Regions from separate parts of the Capsicum annuum genome. Here region 1 is linked to region 2. A link is a contact called in public Hi-C data. All regions are on one chromosome and are shown on one strand. The core of a region is the stretch at or near the end of the contact, and the rest is flanking DNA. Distances in the headings are between cores, read along the strand shown.

The links. Hi-C and Micro-C count contacts between places; a contact is called where the count stands out from the background.
Region 1: a contact with region 2 is called in a Hi-C map of leaf, with 2.1 times the contacts expected there. The contact joins the enhancer-like site here to the promoter of LOC107848034 in region 2. A contact is called at or near these places in 4 of 5 Hi-C or Micro-C datasets (leaf, pericarp and placenta).

The regions. Positions count from the first base shown.
Region 1 is chr11:76,423,544-76,429,919 of UCD10Xv1.1, forward strand. It overlaps LOC124888471 (a long non-coding RNA gene), which reads left to right. Exons shown (of 2, transcript XR_007046688.1): 2 at 304-709. Among protein-coding and RNA genes, the nearest start is that of LOC107847795, 8.2 kb to the left of the region's middle. Within about 2 kb of position 2,083, at least 5 of the 5 cell types and tissues checked have an H3K27ac peak or open chromatin away from gene starts, as enhancers often do. A contact at or near this core is called in leaf and pericarp, where this site is marked.
Region 2 is chr11:76,381,800-76,388,058 of UCD10Xv1.1, forward strand. It overlaps LOC107848034 (E3 ubiquitin-protein ligase AIRP2), which reads right to left and starts at 4,371. Exons shown (of 7, transcript XM_016692689.2): 1 at 3,855-4,371; 2 at 3,536-3,678; 3 at 2,648-2,774; 4 at 1,483-1,645; 5 at 1,266-1,332; 6 at 534-771. The coding sequence starts at 2,733.

The DNA.
Region 1 (6,376 bases), core at 833-3,332, 39 kb after region 2:
CACTTCTGGAAGGCTAGCTAACATTCGAGGCTCCACTCGAACTGACTATTCTTTCTTAAAAAGGAAGAATTAATGGCACCTCTTTGACAATTTTGATATGAAATAGCTAAGAGTTGTTACTGGCCGAGTCAACCTCTATACTACCTTGACATCTTTAAGCATCTTAGTGATCTCTTCTATTAATTTAATTTTATACGCATTAGCCTCAATCCCTTTATTTAATATGAGAAATGCCATAAACTTCCCAAATCCTACCCTAAAAGCATATTTTTTAGAGTTTAACTTCATGTTATGCTTTTGTAGGATGTCAAAAATTTAATGCAGATGCACTAGATGGTCCTTAGCATCCTTCATCCTGACAAGAATGTCGTTGATGTAAACCTCCATAGTTTTTCCAATTTGTTTCTTGAATATTCGATTCACCATCCACCGATACGTGATCCCACATTCCTTCAGCCAAAGAGCATCACATTGTAATAATATGTGTCATAGTTAGTGATGAAAGAAGTCTTCTTTTGGTCCTCCAGGTCTATTTGCATCTAGTTTTACTCAGAGTATGCTTTGAGAAAACTTATCATTTTATGCCCGACTGTAGCATAGATCATTTGATCAATGTTTGGCACGGGATAAGAATCTTTGAGACATGCTTCATTTAAGTCTTTAAAATCTATGAACCTTTGAAATTTATGTGGATTCTTGGGTACCACTACCACATTGGCTAACCATTTTGGGTATTTACCTTTCAGATGGATCCTATGTTCAAGAAATATGTTATCTTTTTTTTTGACAAACCTATTCTTTTCTGTTAAGATGGATGCTTTTTTCTATTTCATGGGTGGAAATTAGGATATGTTCCCAGCTTGTGCCTAACCACTTTCAGAGGAATGCATGTAGTGTTGAAATAAGTCTATGAAAAACAGTCAACATTAGTCTTAAGGAATCTGACAAAATCTTGCCTGAGCTTATGGTGCAGTCTTGTGCCTATGTGTGCCCTCTTTTCTGGGATTTCATGGAAGAGAGGCACCTGCTCGAGCTCTTCTGTCTTTGACTTAATAGCATCCCATTCGTTCGGGACGTAACAGGCTCGTGTGCCTCATACCAGCCTTTATTCACCTCTTTTGCCTTATGTGGTTCCCTTCTTGGCTTTCTTGGAGAGGTGAGTTCCAATATATGCAGATCTTTTTTGCCTGGCACAATGGCATACATCTCTTCGATGGCCCTTAGGTCTCCCTTTATATACTTCACCCCATCGGTGTGGAAAACTTTATCACTTGGTGATATGTCGATGATCCAACCTCCATAACATGAATCTATGGCCTTCCCAAAATGGCGTTGTATCATATGTCCCTATTGAGAATATCAAAGCGAGTGACCACATCTAACGGTATCATGTTTCATCTCAACTATCTCTTCGTGTCTTTGTTGGCATATTGAAGCCCATGAGCATTTTAGTCGACAGAACCACCACGACAATTGACCCTTTCTTCTCGAGGACCTACTTATGCATGAGGTTGGCTAAACTTCTTCGATTTATCAACATGCGTTTTACTCATAATTATCGATTATCAAAGATATCACCAGAGCACTGTTGTGTGATCTTTTTGGCTAATCTAGGTCTCTTTCCCAAAAGCCATATCCTCTAGTCTATCGCTCTCATCTTCTCTTGATCTTTTCTTATTAGTGTAGAGACATCCACCCTTCCCCAAAGTTGGAATCCTCGCTATGCTTGATTCCTCTCTTTCATTAGTTACATTCTCCTCGCACTGAAGACTTGTTGAAAAGCAAGCTTTGTTTCAGTAGGAGAGAGGCAAGAGAGCTTTTAGGGTCTAAACCGTCAGTGAAACCTATTCTCCTTTATTGCTTTGTGACCCCAAGCCTTGACGACTCATCCACCGCCTTTAAGAGTTTTGAGTCGTCGTTATGCATCGATCGACTGGAAATTTGAGTTTCGTTCAAAGACTTTTAGAGGTCCATGACCTGTTATTCCAGGTGGCAATTCTTTTAATCAGATCTATAATTAGGGAGCTGAGAGAGCAACGCCTGAGGTTTCTGTCATAACCAGCCTTGTTCCTACAAATCAAAAACACGAGCAGCTAACAAAGAGAAGCAAATTTAAACCCACACAGTTGCTCTGGCCCTACCGCCCTATGATGGGCGCCAAATTATTTACCGTGTGTTTGATATATTTATAATTTTAGATTCGTCAAGAGGATTATGATTCAATCTTATTTTAGATTTCATTTGTTAGCGATTAAATTACTATGTGATAAAACGAAACAATTAGGTATGAAAGAATAAAGTGAGTACGAAAAACAAACAAGTCTAATAGAGACGAGACCTCAGGAGTACAATTAAGAGCGAAAATTGCATCGTCTGAGATGCTAACAAAACCAAAGATAACTATCTAACTACGCAGAAAACAAAGAAAAATTTAGATACCAAGTAGGAATTATTGTATTGATTGAGAGAATAAGGGAGCGGATTCCTTTACAAGTAAGGGGAATGTCCTATATATAGTTTACAAATTTAGGTCCCGACTAATCACAATTTGACAATAGTGTCCAAAGGAATAAAGTCTATACAAGCGTGCCACGCATCTTGCTTGTTAGAGGTAGTGCGAGCTAGCAACCTGGTATAATCTTGTCCACGTCTTTGGTTGCACTAAAGGGTCGTTTGGTAGAGGGTGTTAAAAATATAATATATGTATTAATTTTTGTGTGTTAGTATTACCTTGTTTGGTATCATTTTTTAAACTATGCATAACTAATACTTGTACTAATTATACACTCTATTGTATTAGTAATGCAAGACTTTCAATACATGTATTAATTTGTTAAATGACATTACTACACCTAAAATTATTTTCCTACTTTCTTTTTCCATCATATCTCTCACTCTTCCTTTTTCACCATATTACCATTTTCCAACCATATATCACACTCTTTCTTTTTCACCATATCACCATATCAAAGTTGCTTATTCCAGATTAATAATGGGTATTTATAAAATCTCTCAATAAATGAAGTTTTTATCTCTAGACACATTTATCAGCTTATTTGGCCTAAACATTATATTTTCCTAGAGATGATATTTGGTAACAGTGACTTGATTGGCAATTTGAAGTGTACTGGGAGTAGCATGTCTACTCCATATGTTTTTCTCATTACTGCCTCTTTATCTTTTTGTCCGATATTGTGGTTTAGTAGTGATTAAGTTAGTAATTTGAAGTGGAGGATCAGGCGCTGATGCTAATTCCATTTATGTCTTGAAAATAAATTGTACAAGGAAGGATAATTTGGTAAACGAATATTTTTTTATAAAAATTATTTAAATATATATTATCTTTAATACATCAAACAAAACAATATGTAAAATTAATGTATGCGTAACTTATACCAGCATTACTAATACTTGTATTAATAATACAAGTATTACTAATATACTCTATTCAACATTATTTTTATATACTCTACCAAATGACCCCTAACAAAGTTTATCCCCTTTAGCCTTATTCGTTTCATCATGAAGAGGGTGTTTTGTTTCTCTTCTTGTGCTCGAGGCGGTGTTTTTGGAGTTTCAAAAATGCCCTTCAGGACTATGCTTCTAATACATTGTTATATATATATATATATATATATATATATATATATATATATATATATGGCTATATATATATATATATATATATATATATATATAAGAACTGAATTAACTCCTAAACAAGAAAGAAAAAATATAATAAGAAAACCACAAAAATGGACTTTCTATCAAATAGACGGAGAACCATCGAAAACAACGAAAGACAAGGAGAAGAAAGATAAAGAATAAGTTGCTCTGATACCAACAAAATAGTTAGGCAATAATTCAAGATTTTTCAATATATAAAGATATTTCAATAAGATGCACTTTTTTTGAAATCAAATGTAAGATTTTTCAATATATAAAGATATTTCAATAAGATGCAGTTTTTTGAAATCAAATGTTGTAAAAAATTCTACTCAGTACTCCCCCTTTCCCGTTGTTTCTTCATGTTTATCATTCTTATATTCTATATTTTCCCCAATTTTAAACTTTTTTTTATCTTATCCCGTTCATCTCTTCCTCTTAATCTATGTTCTTAACAACTTACTTCTTTAACCACACCCCGAAACTTCATCTAGCAACTAACACTTGTCCTTCGTCTATTCTGCAGACATGTCAGACTATCAAGTCCAGAATGTCTAGGAATTTACAGGTTAATCCATCGTTGTTATTAAAAAATTAAGAGATTAACCATATACTAAGGACAATGAATTTAAACAAACATTTTTTAATTTACATGATGAACATATCTAAAATTTCTAAAAATATAAACATCTAAAACTTCTAAAACAAAACATATTTTGGGTGGGAAAATATAAAATAAATAAGAACTTACATGAAGTAACTGGGATAGAGGTTTTCCTTTCAGGAATCCCCTAAAGACATTGAAAAACTGAAAGTTTTTTTATTTAACTTCTTTATATCACAAACTTTGATTTACACCCAGAGAAAAGGTTGGTTGGAAAAGGAGGATTTATGCATAGGAAAATATATTGAGAGGTTCAAGTTCTAAGGTTTTTTCGATCTACCTTCTTCTACTAAGTTACAAGTCTTATATAGACTGAAGTAAGAAAAAATGAGTGGACTAGGATCAAACTACGTGGCTTTGACAATATGGCCGACAGGTAAGGATAAGATTCTTTAATAATGCAGGTCGGGTACACATTGGGTGTCATCGTCACATGCATTATTATTTATCTTTTTCTGACGCGTGCTTCAACAGTTTTTCTTTCTTTTTGGAAAGTAATGATAAAGGAAGCGCTTACTCTGACACATACTTAATTACAAGACTCAAAGTGGGCATACCCACATGGCACTCTTATCATAATTACAATTATAATATCAATCTCCTTTATTACTTGTCTTTATCTGCTTATGTGTCCAAGTTGTGCAGGGCTATGGTGTCTAAACTCATTCCAAAGTCATCATCTTCATAGGGATCCTGAGCATCTTTGAATAGACTGTCTTCAAATATATCATCTTCTTCGTCTGATGATCTTGGAATATTAACGTCTGTACTATTCATGTTTAGAACTACTCTATCTGTATTTGTACTTGACTTGTCTTTATTATCCATATGCTTATCTTGTTCTTGGCTACTAAAGAATTTTTCTAATGTCTGTTTTACAATAATCTCAATTTGTTTATTCTTCTTTTTTGCTGCTAATATCTTTTTTAAGGTACTAGTCTTATGAGATTTTGATGAAGGTCCTGCTTCATCTTCACTTTTTGGCAAAGTGACAGCCTTTAACGGATTTGATTTGTCTTTACCGATTACCGTTTGAGCCGGACTAGCTGCACCAACATCCAATACAGTGGATTTCTGAGCATTCAAATGGGAATGCACAACCTTCTCATCCATTTTTTGTGGAGATGGAGAACTCTGTGTCTGAGTACTGGCAAATGTCTTTCTTGTATGAAATTTACTCAGTTTGTCTTGTAAAGTCTGTATTTGCTCCATGAGTCTAGAGTTTTATGTAATAAGAGCCTCCTTTTGAAGATTTAATCTCTTAAAGGCTTCGGTCATAGAGTGGCAATGATTACAGAAAATTATTTTACCTGAGTCTTTTTGGATATTGTACTGAGGAATTTGGTTAGGATTTTGTCTTAATGCTGAAGATAAGAAAAAATTAGGTCCTAGGTGTCCTCTTGCATAATCAGAAGCTTCAGAAAAATCATTGAAACCTTTGTAAAGAGGATTTTTTATACCACTTATAGAGTCTACACTTCTATCCATGTTTGAAAAATTTCGTTTGTCTTACCATGTATAATTACATAATATTTGAATCTAGGCTTACTTTTATCTAATATATATTGACATAAAGTATTCATGGCGGCTAAAAAATGTTTATGGTCTGATTTATGGTGTGCTATCCACAAATTGTCTATTAGGCATTTTTGGGGTCTATCTAAAATATGTTCTGGTCTTAAGTTAAAAGAATAATTATTAGGTGGGAAAGCAATTAAATTAAAAGGCCCAAAGTCTATTCTCTCCAGTGGTTGCATGGAGTTTTGGAGTTCGATAGAGTTTTGGGGTCGAAATCTAACATTCCCTAGCATTTTCTGAAAATAAATGTCTTGAGACAAGAAAGACGCTATTCCCTTGCCTCTGTCTGCTGCATGTTGATTAGTTGGTCGTATGCTGAAACAAATATTAACCGTTAAACAGATTTTGTTTTTAATTGTAACTTACTTAATTTATCTGCTAATTCATTTTCTTTTCCTTTAATATATTAAAAAATAATATTTTTATATACCGATATAGTGTCCATAAAATTTAACCATCTTCTTCTAC
Region 2 (6,259 bases), core at 3,121-5,620:
ATTAGTTCACTTCAAATACTTCTCAAACCAAGATTTTTGAGCAAAATCATGTATTAGTTCACTTCAAATACTTCTCAAACCAGTATTTCAAATGCTGTATTTAATATTTGCAAATATAAATAGGCAAACCAGTGTCAGGGGCGTCTCGTCTATTAGGTCACTTTTTCATATATAACTAGTTATATATACCATTTACAATTTTTTACAGAAATCTTTTGTAAGCATAAAAAAAAAAAGAGAGAGAGAAAAAAACCATATTTTTACATGGAATCTTCCCTGGCATAAAAAGGAGAACAACTCATGACTAAGTAGAGTTTTCATGTAATTTTAAAAAGAAAATATATACATACATATATATATGTAAGGCCCCCAATATGGTTGAGACGCCCCCAACCAGTATTTGCAAATAATGAAGTTTAGTACTTGAAACACTGAAGTAATATTTGAGGCCAAACAAGCCAATCTTGCATCAAATAAGCCAATCTTGTTAACATTGATGAAACTAGTTATGCAAAGGGGGGTTCTCATCATACCAGTCTTGAAAACAACCAACACACATGGAATGGCTACAATTAGGCAAAACCACCTTGGAGCCAGTTTCCATGCATATACCACATTCCTCTTCTTCGCCCTGTATACTTTTACATGACTGACTGTTCACTTCCACCCCTTCCCCATTTGAAGTGTTAGAGAGTTGAGTTACTTTATGATTCTCCTTCATTAGTTCCACTAGATTTCCCTCCAGCTGCATTAGTGAAGGATATATAATGGCTGCATGATTTTACAACAACGTTTGAGCATTGATGCAATTGTGGCACACCTTTCCATATCATTTTATATTCAGTTGAAAGAGGAGAAAAGTAATACTCTCTCTGTCACAAGTTATATGATGATGTTTGATTGGGCAAGGAGTTTAAGAATGAAAGAAATACTTCTGGAACTAGCGGTCTAAAACAAGTCATAAATTTTTATGTTGCTATAGATCTTCTCATTAACTGACTAAAAAGGAAAGAGTTTCTCAAAAATTGGACCAAGGGAGTAGTTTCATGAAATTGATTAACCAAGTATTAACTATCAAATTCAATTTTTTGCCTTTCTTTTTAATTTAAGTCTTATTTGCCTTCATTTGAATTGCACCAAAATTTCACTTTCATCTCATGTCTCAAAAATTACTTCTTATTTGAGAACTTTCTTTTGCTTTTCTGTCTCCCTCTCATTTTTGTATTCTGCACCAAAAGCAGAATAAACGAGGAAAGAATACAAACCATAGAATTCATTAATTGTGGCTTTCCTTTCTGGTGGGGACGTTGCTGGCATTCCATCAACATAAACCTACAAAGATGAAAACATCAGTTGTGGAAGCAATACTGAATATATATATCCTTTGAAAGGTGAAACAAATGGACAAAGACAACCAAAAACTCAACACTAGGCATTGTCTTTAATTTGTAAAGAATAAAGTGAAGTAAAAGCGAAAATCACCTTGTAAACAAGAATGTGAAGGAGGCCTAAACAACTAGCCAGATTATCTAAACAAATATAGTCCATCCATTCTATCAGAAATAGCAAGAAGGGGGCAAGAAAACCATAGGAAACTTTCATTTGCACACAATCCCCATCGAAATCCCGGCGAAGAGCTGCTGCCCTGCAAAACACACCTCGTGAACAAAACAATTGTTAGCTAGCTATTCTTCAAACAATTGTTGTATATCTAAAGAAATGAATTGAACCACCTCAAAAACAAATTCTTCATAAGCTAACACAATATCACATGTTTCTTTTAATTTCTTCTTCAATAATTGTTCAAGTGTGCACCATCTATGCTAAAAACTTAAAACTATTAGAGAGATCATACTTTTGAGTATTCAATCATTTCGCATTTCAACACACCTCTCCTCACGTGTTGGCCTGACTTCTCTTTCCGTAGTGCAAACACGTCAAATATTTTTCTCGCTCATTTTCTTTAGCTGTGGCGAGACTTCAATGTAGGACCTTTGTCTAATACACAATACCATGTTGATGTGTGTTGACCATGTTATCTAAAAGTTTAAGCTATTAGATAGAGTGCACATTTAGTTACTTAACAATTTACGACTATGGCAATTGTGACCATAAATCTGAGCCAGTTGAACATCTATATCACTATATCAAAATCAAACTTTAAACGTCATGCAAATGGAAATGGGCAATTTCTGTTAAAAGGAATTATTCGAGCTTGAGCTGCTTTACTACTCCCTCCAATCCTTTTTTATTTGTCACATTTTGCTTTTTGAGAGTCAAATTGCATAAATGTTGACTAAAATTTTATGAGATATTTTTCAGCATATTAATATGAAAAGGATTACAACTCATATGTTTTTTGAATATCTAAATATAAAATTTTAAATATTGAGTTATTCTAATTCAATTTGGCTTCCAAAATTAGTGAAATTGATGGAAATGTGGCAAGTAAAAGTAACAGACAAATTTCAATATCAAAATTACAAATTTTATGCTAACTACCCAAGAAGGACAATGATGTGCAAACCAACTCATAAGAAGTACATACACTAGAAAAATTGATCAGAAATAGCAGATTCGCGTTACTTGGATTATGAAAACAAAAACAAAGAGAAAAGAAAGAGAGGAAGTTTAAATAAAGAGTTACATAGTATTGGCATGTTGAACATCAGCTTCAAGGGCTTTGATGGATTCTCTAAAGGAAGAATTCTGGAGGGTCTGATTCTGCCACATTTATTCTCACCTTTTTTCACTTAAAACTGTTTTCTTCAAGGCTAAAGAGAATCACAAAAAAAAAAAAAAAAAGAAGAGAGAGGATCATTTTAGGATGATGATTCTAAAAAATAGCTATTAATAAGGAGAAGAAATTAAAAAGTAGGGGTTGGTTAGGATTGCTTAATGGTTTTAACTTGCCTTATTGAAGCCTGAAAGTAAAGAAAAGGATATCTTCAATATGTGTCATTTCATTATCTGCCTTTACTAATTTTTTCTTTTTTTCTTTTCTTTTTCGCTGTTCATATGCACATTAAATTCTTTTTTTTTTCAAATTAGGCAAAATGGTCAATGAACCCTTGTACTATGTGAGTATATTTCAAAACTTTTGATCGTTAATCAGAACTAAGGATAGACTAAGATGCTCCGCTGTTCGATACCCACATTAAATTCTTTTTTTTTTTTAAATTAGGCAAAATAATCAATAAACCCTTGTACTATGTGAGTATATTTCAAAACTTTTGATCGTTAACCAGAATTAAGGACAGACTAAGATGAGGGCACCGGCCTAGAGTGAGTGCGAGTGAGCTCAAGTTTTGATTAATTTTATATTAAAATAATTATAAAAAATAAAAATAATATTAAAATTAAAAAAGATCCTTTTTTTTTTTCTCCATTTTTTTTAATTTAATAAAATAGTTTTAAAAATAATAAAAAATTTAAAAAAATAAATAAACCCCTTCCCCAACCCCCGTTCAGCCCCTCCGCACCCACCCCAGCCCCCGTCCAGGCCCCCCCACCCCACCCCAGCTCCATCACCTACCTCTTTGTTCTTGATCTTCTCTTCAAATATCCCCATTTAGCAGATTCTTGAAACACAAATTGCTCCAATTGAATCCAAAATCAGCGATCAAAATCTAACTGATTAAGCAAAATAATTCAAATTTCTCAAAATCTGATATCTTTCTGCAAAAAAAAATCATAAAAAATCACTAACACTTTATACTACATCTAAAGAAAACATAAATATAACAATACCATCACCCATGAAGCAAAATTTAATTATTTTTTCTACTGATTAACATCATAGAACTGGCCCCTTCAATTTTATTTTAAAGTTTACACATGAAGCAGAATCTCACCATTTTTTGTACTGATTACTATTAAAAATTCCACCTTTCCTTCTTTATGAAAACACCCTTTTGATTTTCTCATACTTTCTTATCTACCCTCTATCTATCTATCTCCATACAAACCACTCCACAATCCAAATGAAGAACCATATTTCACAGTAATTCACAACAAAATCAATTTTAAAAAAACTTCAAAAATGCAAAATTCAACACTCACAACTAACAAAACAAATCAACAAATTCATCAAATATCACACAACACATCAAAAAAAATATCCATCAACACACACAAAGAAAAAAAAATCAAGAAAATGATTACAGAATTTTCTTTAACAGCTTGTTGAAGCAATTTTTTTTAAAAAAAAAAAAAAAGGATAGAAATAAAGGGATTTAGAGAGGTGTAAGAAAGAACGTTAGGTGAGTTGAAGTGATGTTTCACTTTTGTTTGTGCATTGAAAAGTAAAGGAAGAGAAGAAGAGAGGAAGGTGCAAAGCCATAAAAGTAAAATAAAGTGGACAATGCAAATGGAGTAATAAACATAAGTTACCATTTTATTTATTTTTTCAAAAAAAAATAATAATTAACTATGAATGAAAATGACATGAAATTTAATGTAATACCTGAAAATGATGTGAAAGTTAACGTGACAGACGTGAAAGCTGACATGACAGCTGACGTAGCGAGAGTATCTTACACTCACAAAAAAAGTGTTTAAAAATGTTACTTTTTAGTGGGAGGAGTTCAGATGATAAACATGTAACTAGAAGTAAAACTGACATAATATAGGGGTATATTAAACCATTTTGCCTTCAAATTATAAATCTATTTAAATTGAAATGAGTTTAGAACTTTGAATTTATCTAGTTTAATTCTTTAAGATCAACATGACCTTTTTTTAGTTTTTATGGATTCTTAAATTTTTCAATTAAATGGCTTGAGGAGTTTCGTAAATTACATATCCAAAAGAAATTAGAGTATTGAAATAACTTTTTTATTATATGAGTGTGAAACTTCTTTTTGTTTCACAAAATATTGACCCAAAGTTTGTGAACCAAAAAAAATTTGAATCCATCAATTTATGAGACAGAAAAGAAAAACTGACATAATTAGTATTGATTGTGTGAGACACATAATAAAACTTTTCTTCAAAATATATCTATAGTTGAATGTGCAATGTACGTTTAAGACGTCGAATTATTACAAGACACAAAAATTACTTTTACTATAAGATAATGGTTGGATTTGATGAAAAAAAATATTTTTGTTTATAATTCTCTCTTTTGTTGGAAAGAAAAAAAAACAATATAAGACGCAAAAAATATTATTTTTACTACAAGAGAATGATTGGATTTGATGAAAAAAGTTTACTTTTGTTTATAATTCTCTCTACGGCAAAAAAAAAAAGGAGGAACAATTTTTGGTGTCCTTCAATCAATTCAGATTCTATGTTTTTTTTCCAAAAAAAAAGTAATAATATTTAGAGAAACGTATCAAAATATTAAAATATGTATAATTACTTAGACATAATATCATTACCATTTTTTTTCCAACAAGAAATTATTGATTATATACAACAATCAATAGATTTATAAAAAAGAAAAGGACTTCTTTAAGTGTGACTGGAATATGTTGAAAGTACGCTGGGAGCTATATAGTATATACAACTTTAACAAAAATTGAAAAGTGATTTGGAGTTGTGAGCAGTCAAATTCATAGATGAAATCGATTTTGAAGTGTGTCTCGGCGACACATGTATATCACTGTATATCACACATATATATACGGACAAAATATATACTTAAGATGTACACAATTAGACATGGCAGAAACTTCGTCTTCCTCCTTTTAACTCAGATCTTCACCAAGTCGTCTCAACAACACCTACTTGAAACAAATTCAGATTTTGAAAACCCAATTTTTGAACTCAAGCTTAAGCAAGCTTCATTGGTTGTTCCTATCGTTTTTTAAGTGTGCTTCCTGTTTCAAGTAACTAATTCAGTTTTCTTTCAGATTTGAATCCTAAACTGATTTTAGCTATAAATCTTTAATAGTTTTCTCAAAGTTTTTGAAATAGATCAAGTATGGAGAATAATTTGTGTATTACTTCATTACGTAAAAAGTATATATACAATTCAATGAGTGCTAATTAATGAAAACTAAATAAGAAACGAATCAAAAGAAATCTTATTGTATTAAGCTATATGCACTACATCTAAGGGTGCTTATGTGTATTAAGCTATATGCACTACATCTAATGGTGCTTATGTGCATTCTTTAGCACTCCCCTCAAGTTAGAGATCATGTCCAGCTTGTTACAAAGATAATTAGAGTACTAGTCAACATTTTTGCAAATAAATCAGCTAGTTTCTCTTTTGTCTTCTTGTAGCAAGTGTAAAATTTAAGTTCTTTCATGA